Regions from separate parts of the Mus musculus genome. Here region 2 is linked to region 1. The links are chromatin contacts, called in public promoter capture Hi-C maps. All regions are on one chromosome and are shown on one strand. Each heading gives the region's core, a stretch centred on a gene start, on an enhancer-like site or on the middle of the called end of the contact. The rest is flanking DNA. Distances are from core to core; before and after follow the strand shown.

Region 1 (3,537 bases), core at 713-3,212:
ACCTGGCTTGAGGTGAGGGGGTGAGAGCAAGAAGTGGGAGCCTGTGCATATGCCTGGGTGGGAAGTGGGCACCTAAGCCAGGCTGGAGGATATTATACTGTTTGTTGAAGACAAGAACAAGATTAGGAGGGGATTTTGAACAGGGCACTCATGAGGGAGAATCAATCTGTATATTATATTTTTGGGTCTTCTTATCAGAGATCCGAAGCGCCCTGAGGATCCCTCTTCTCCCATGCCCTACTTGTTCCCTAACATCGAGGATAGTAAGTGGAGTCCTGTGCTTGGCTTGTGTTTCTCTGCTGTGCACACCTCTCCCGGATGGCACACGTAGAGGGCCCGTTTTGTGCAGCTGACACATCTCCGAGGCGTCTAACACTGAGCTGCCTCATACACGTGTGCACACACCCATGTCCTCTGCTCTTGTACACCCTGCATCTCCCCCACATCTCTAGCGTGACACACCCAGTTATTCTACACAGAGCTCTCTGTCTTATACACATCTACACAGTTTTGGGTGTCACACAACTCCAAGCTCCAGGGTGTTTTAAGCATATGTCCCCAGTCGCTTGGAACTCCATTTTTCCCCCCGATTTCCTTGGGAACACACCCTCCATGGGTTTCACTGAACCACAAGCCCCAGCTCTCCCTTTTCATCCCCCCATCCCCCCCAGTTACACACCCCCCTCTGATGTCACTATTGCACACCTCCATGTGTCACACCCAGCCTCTCTAGAGTCACACCTACACCCTTTTCCATGTCACATCCTAGCACCAGCTTCTACTGGTCCCACTCCACCCTATACACAGCGGTATCCCCCACACAGAACCCCTTTTCCCGGTCCACGAATGTTCTCACGGTTCACACCCAGAGTCCATCCTTTCTGCCTCCCTACACACCCCCCTGCATGTTACACACCCCCTCTCACTGGTGTGTCACAGGACAAGAGCCCCCTCCGGGCTGGTAAGCACCTTCCCTTGGAGGACCTCACATCCGGCTCTCTTTTACACACATACTCACACACCCCTACCCCGTCACATCCATGGTCCCTTAATGTCACATATCCAGGCCCTACACGACCCACCACGGATACACACCTGTCCTAGCCTTCCATCTCTTTCCCCTCCAGTTTTACACACCCACCCTTTCTTCCATGTCACCCAACACACCCACCCAGTCTGTCTCCATGCACGGTCCTGCATACTGTCCACACCCGCCCCTTTCCGGGACAACCCTTGTTCAGGACATCCCCAGGGAGTGAGGCTCAGAAGCTCTCGGTCCACAGGCCTGACTCTACTCCTTCCCCTCCCCCAACCGGGACACGCAAGCCCGAGGGAACACCCCTGCCCCGAAAGGGTCACATCACACACCCCTCAAGGACACACTGGCCCAGAAGGGACCCACGCCCCTCATCCTTGGTTCCCTCATACACCACAAGGACACTTACCACCCCCTCCCCCCCAGCCCCTTTCGTCGCAGACAAAGCTCTCAGCCCCCGGGGCCTCGGCGACAAGAGAAAGGGGTCCGTCCGGGTCCCCATCTCCTCGCGGAGGGGTGCCCCTCCCCTCCCTGAAGCACTTGCACCTGCCAGCCAGGGATGGGGGGGGATGATGGAGGACGGCGATGCCCCCTTCGGCGCGCGATCCCCCCCCACGCCCCACGCCGCGGTCCCTCAGCTTTGCCTCACCTCCCGTGTTGCTGCGCTTGGTGCAGACCACCTCGGGGGGCGTCTCGAGGGGTCTCTTGCGGGAATCCGGGGCCTCGGGCTCCATGGGGGGGGCCTGGGGCGGCGGCTGCTGCTGCTGCGGCGGCTGCGGCGGCGGCGGCGGCTGCTGTGGCGGCGGCGACGGCTGCTGGGGAGGCTGGGGCTGCGGCGGCGGCGGCGGCGGCGGGGGCGGCGGCGGCTGCGGGGCCGCGGAGGCCGTGAAGAGGCCGTGCACCGCGCCGGCGGCCATCATCCTCATGGTGGGGGGGCGGAGGAGGGGGAGGGGAGGGAGGGGGAGGGGAGGGGGCGGCGAGGAAGGGGGAGGGGAGCGGCGGGGAGGGAAGCGGGAGGGGGCTGGGGGGGGGAAGCGCTGACAGAGCTGGAGGACGGAGGGGAGCAGGGTGGAGAGGGTATGGGGGGTGGTCTGGGATGGAGAACTGAGGGGTGGGGTCCTGGTCTCTCAAAGATCACCGAAGCCGGTCACTGAGCCAGTGGGGTGCAGAGGTGTAGACAGGACACCCTCTCTGTACCCTTTCTTGAGGGCTCCCCACAGATGCGAGGGGCCGAGCCCCCCTCCCAAGGCCCTGCTCAGGGCGGGGGGCCGGAGATAAGAAGCGGAGGCGGTCGCTAGTGGGGGCCCGGGGGGCGGCGGGCGAGGGCAGCAGCAGAGACCGGGCTGCTGGTGGTGGTTGCTGGCCCGAGCATCTTCTCAGCTAGGCTCCTACAGCGTCCTGGCCCCTCCCACCCGCGCAAGGTCACGCCCATGGCAGTCAAGGCCACGCCCTTCTGCGCCCCCATTGGTCCATCCTTGAAGCCTGGGCCACGCCCATCACGCTTGGACGCTACAGACCTGACTACCCCCCCCTGCAGGGTATAATAAGGACCGCGAGGCTCCTCCACGCCTTCCTTCCTTACCCTTCACCCTTTTATTTGCGGAGGGGCGTGGCTGGACAGAGTGTAATATAGCCCAAGCTGGCTTTGAACTCACTATGTAGCTCAGGCTAGCTTTGACCTCCTGATTCTGCTGTTTCCATTCCCTGGCCCCCCAAGCGCTGGGATTAGAGGGATGTGCATGGCATCTCTAGCTACCTTTTGCTCCTAATGAGCATCACTTGTGCACTTGCCATGTGCCAGGAGTGGTTCTAAGAGATTCTTACTTGAATCCCACCGGGGAAAAACGATAGGATATACTTTTAGTATTCTGTCTTACAGATGAGGACACTGAGTCTTAGGAAGCCGAAGCAGCCAAGCTTGGCGCTCACTCATGTATCCCACTACTTGACAGTATGAGGCAGAATTGCCTTGAATCTAAGGATAAGCTGGGCTACAATGTAAGACCCTTTGTTTAAAAAAAAACAAACAACCAAATCAACAAGAAACAAAACAAACAAAAGAGAAAAGAAGAGGAAACAATGGGTAGGGGTCAAATGAGAAATGTACCTTCATGTCATCTGACTGTCAGCAAGGAAATTCCCCCTTTGGATGGTCCATCTCTCCATGAAGAGTGGACCTAAGACTGCTGTCGGGCTCCTGCGACTGAAATCAAGTTACAGCAAGTAACTGCCACAGAAGCCTGACTGGCGCTAGGTCCTATCAACGGTACTGACGGCCCACCCACTGAGTGACAGATACTGCCCTAGACCCTGGGACACAGCACAGAACAAAACGGCCTTAGTGCTTTGTAGAGTAAGTATTATCATTCTGGTCACTCGTTAGAAGATTTTGATTTTTCAGATGACAGAATGGAGGCTGCAGAGAGGCTTTTCCAAGGGCACACGGCTAGACAGAGAGAAAACTGGGATTTGGACAGAGGACAAGTCTAATTCCAGAGCCT
Region 2 (3,537 bases), core at 452-2,951, 130 kb before region 1:
CCTCCAGAGGCAGTAAGTATGCTTACACACACACACACATGCATACACACACATGCACGCACACACACACTCATGCACACACATGCATACACACACATGCACACACACACACTCATGCACACACATGCATACACACACATGCACGCACACACACACTCATGCACACACATTCACATACATACATACATGCTCTCAGAGACTTAAAAGAGGTGAGAACAGGAGAAAAAAGTGAGACTAGCCAGGGTGCTTCAGGAAGGAACCTTGAAGCTCTCAAGACTGGGAATATATTGGCGAAATGCTATGGGTTAATTTTGACTGGGTCTGGGGCCTGAGGTAGAGACAACTAAGTAATGAGTAGAAATTGCATATTGACAGCAGGCAGGGCCGCACCTCCTGAATATTCTCTCCCAGGCACTAGGGAGCCATAGCAGGTTCTTAGCAGGGGAGGGATGGAATCGGCTATGTGCTTTAGCCAGCCTTGCGTCACTAACTTCCTTTCCCACTGTGGTCCCAGACAGCAGCAGCCTTCCAAGGCCTTGCTGTGCCCTGAGTCTCAATCACTGTACCTCTTGTTATGTGCAAGGTGCTATCCCAGGTCCCTCCCCCTGCCTGGCCACCTAAGTCCTTTTCACTGACCATGCCACATCTGACATCCACAGTTCATTCTTTATAACACACTGAATGGAAGGAGGGGGACAGTGGCTGCAGCTCATTGACTCTGACAAGTAGAGGGTCCTGGGAACCAGAGGCCTTGCTCTAGAATACTGGCCCTCCCCCTTCTTAGCTTGTGATTTTAAATAACCCAGCCTCTCTGGTTCAGTCTCCTGCAAAAACAGGCTTAGTGGCTGGGACTAGATGTTAGGGGTGTGTGTTGGCACTGTGTCTGCTCCACTTGCTATTCCTTCCCCAACTCTCTGCTAACTTAGACATCCAGAGACCCCACACCTGAGGCAGCCTTGGCTAGAGCCCTTCCCAGTCAGCTGCCCGCCTTCTCCACCCTCCACCTCCTCTCACAGGCTGAGGTTGCAGCTCATGCTGGTCCGCAGCAGGTAGGCCTTGGCGTTCTGTATTGCCAGCTCACGAGGCTCGGGGTCAGGTACCTCTCCAACAATGGGCATGAAGCCCAGGTCAGAGGGCCTCAGGTGGAGGGAGGGGTCGTCTCTCAGGTAGGGTCCGTGCTGTGTGTCCTGGCTGAATATCTCATCCTCTCTTGGATACAAGTTGAGCTGGCCCAGGATTCCAGAAGCCGAGCCTTGGTAGGTAGACTCCAGTTGTTCTAAGAGGTCCTGGCCCTGTGGGAACTGCTCCATCATCCTGCTATCATCCAGGTAACCCTGTTGCGAGAACTCCATGGGAAAGCCTGGCGTGTAGCCTAAGGGCATGGACTGGTGGTACTCGGTGCCTTCATCACCTTGAACATCTGGGACCAGGCTGGACCTCTGTGGCCAGTGGGGTAGACCAGTTCCCTGCAGGTCCTGACTGCCCTGACTGCTCCGACTGCCCCGCTGCGGAGGTGGTCGGTTCAACCCATCCTCTGGGATGGTTAACAGAGGCTGAGAGTACTCTTGACTCCGTGCCCTTTCTGAGCCTTGGGAAGCCCTCCGGGTTTGAGAGGGGTCAGGATTGGGCGGTGGTTCCCCCATGCCTCGGAAAAAGTGTGCTGCCCTATCCTGGACCCTGCCTGCCTACCGTTACTTTACCAGCGCGGGGCGCCCTCAGGGTGAGAAACGGTGTGCGCAGGCGCAGTCTAACACAGGCACATCCTCAGGATTTCTAACCTGGCGCAGCTACGCCCTCTTTTATTTGTGTTAAGGCAAAGCTCCAGGAGGCCCCGTCCCGCCCCTCCCCTCCCCCCAAACTCCCGCAGCTGTCAGCTGTTCCCCTTGCTCTCGGGTTCCCTGGTTTCTGGGCTGGAGGTCTTCAAGGCTTCTTCCACAGCATGGCTGAGGTTCTGGGGGCTCCGCTCATCCTTGGAGCTCGACCCGACTGCTGCTGCCTCCTGGTGGCGGGAGAGGGCAAGAAGCAGTGGGTCAAGAGCTAGTTACCCACTCAGACCCATTCCCAGGGCTCTGCTGCAATCTATTCCTACCTTAGGCAGGGGCCCCTCGAGACTAGAGTCCAGCAGTGTGGTTTCAGCCAGCCCCGAGTCGTCGTCCATGCTGATGAAGATGGCCGGGGTCTCGCATTCGGGACCCTCCTCCCGGTATTCCATGACCTCCTCAGCTGGGGTGGGCCCAGCTCGGGCTGCTGCTGGCACCGAGGGCGTTGAGGACACACAGGCAGCGGGCGCTCCGATGCCTGTGGGCTTCTGCTTCTGTTCCTCCTCCAGCTGCCTCTTCAGGGCCTTCTCCTGAGCCAATCGCAGGCCGATGAGGTCCTGAGGGGGCCGTGGGGCAGGGGCCGGGGCCGGGGCCGGGGCCGGGGCCGGGGCCGGAGCCGGGGCCAAAGCCAGAGCCAAGGGCTCCAGGTCATCCTGGGGTGGGAGAAGCACTCAGCTCAGGAAGGGTACACCTAACACACACCCGCATCCTACCCCCACCCACGCATCAGGGTAGAGAAAGCAGAGCACTCAGCGCTGCTGAAAGCAAAGAGCGCACATCGCATAGACTTTCCATCCTGGTGCAAAGGTGTGTGGGGTCGGCGGCCATTTTCCTTTACCAGGGACAAAATCTTGGGAGACTGTGGGTTTAATGAGCGGACGTCTTGGGGTGAGAGGCACAGGTAGGTGGGCGTCATTGCGCTCACCTCTTCCAGGGGCCCTGAAGGTGCTTCCTTGACTTCGGGCTCCTGCTTTCCAGTGGCCTCCAGGATGGTCATGATGGAGTTGGGGATGTGTGCTTGCTAGGTGAAGGGAAAGGCACCTCTCAGAACCCCATAACATAGAACCAAACCTTCCAGAGCTTTCCTGCTCACTCGGCTCCACTCTACCACACCCAGTTACCTGGTGGGGAGTGAAGGAGCGCACATGGGCCAACAGTGGCTCCCGGAGCTCAGGGCACTTGTCAAAGACTGCGCCAAGCTGCTGTGGAGGTAGCTGCAGGATGACCTGGAAACTCTGTGGCTTGGTGCGCTGGCAGCACTTGATGAAGCCCTCCCATACCTTGGGGTACTTCCATACCTGTGGGGCAGGAGGGGGGCCGTTAGGCACAGGTCCAACCAGCCACCTCCTTCCTGAAGACACCGCCATGACCCAGGACCCATATGCTGTCACTTGAAATCTTACTCCAGGGTTCATACACCTGCCTACCCAGGAATTTGAGTTCCTCACAGCAAACTACCAGGACACGATACAGGAAAGGGGCCCCGCCTCCAATCCCTAGGTTAGCACATCATCATATGCTAGGACAGCACCACTTCGTGGCCACACTCAATAGGCTGGAGGATGGGACCTTAGCCAGATGCTGCCTAGGGACAGCCTGTGCTCTGACTCCAGCTTTGGCATGGAGGACGGATTCAATTACCATTTCCAGTCTAAGAGCTGGTGCAGCAGGCTTGCAATCCCAGCAGGCAAGAGGATCATTACAAATTTGAGTCATG

Evidence for each region. Promoter capture Hi-C pulls out the DNA fragments that hold promoters and counts their contacts.
Region 2: a promoter capture Hi-C map of liver shows a contact between it and region 1. The contact joins the promoter of Rsph6a here to the promoter of Nova2 in region 1. A contact is called at or near these places in 17 of 39 promoter capture datasets (the 3T3-L1 cell line, 3T3-L1-derived adipocytes, the C10 cell line and 11 more), 1 of 484 Hi-C or Micro-C datasets (embryonic stem cells), 1 of 115 datasets of contacts at active chromatin or transcription factors (embryonic stem cells) and 3 of 9 other capture datasets (adipose tissue, liver and pancreatic islet).

The regions. Positions count from the first base shown.
Region 1 is chr7:18,924,313-18,927,849 of GRCm38.p6, reverse strand. It overlaps Nova2 (NOVA alternative splicing regulator 2), which reads right to left and starts at 1,962. Exons shown (of 4, transcript NM_001029877.3): 1 at 1,686-1,962. The coding sequence starts at 1,770.
Region 2 is chr7:19,052,851-19,056,387 of GRCm38.p6, reverse strand. Rsph6a (radial spoke head 6 homolog A (Chlamydomonas)) reads right to left here and starts at 1,701. Exons shown (of 6, transcript NM_031255.2): 1 at 1,015-1,701. The coding sequence starts at 1,643. Sympk (symplekin) reads right to left here. Exons shown (of 27, transcript NM_026605.2): 24 at 2,942-3,118; 25 at 2,746-2,841; 26 at 2,090-2,473; 27 at 1,766-1,999. The coding sequence ends at 1,871.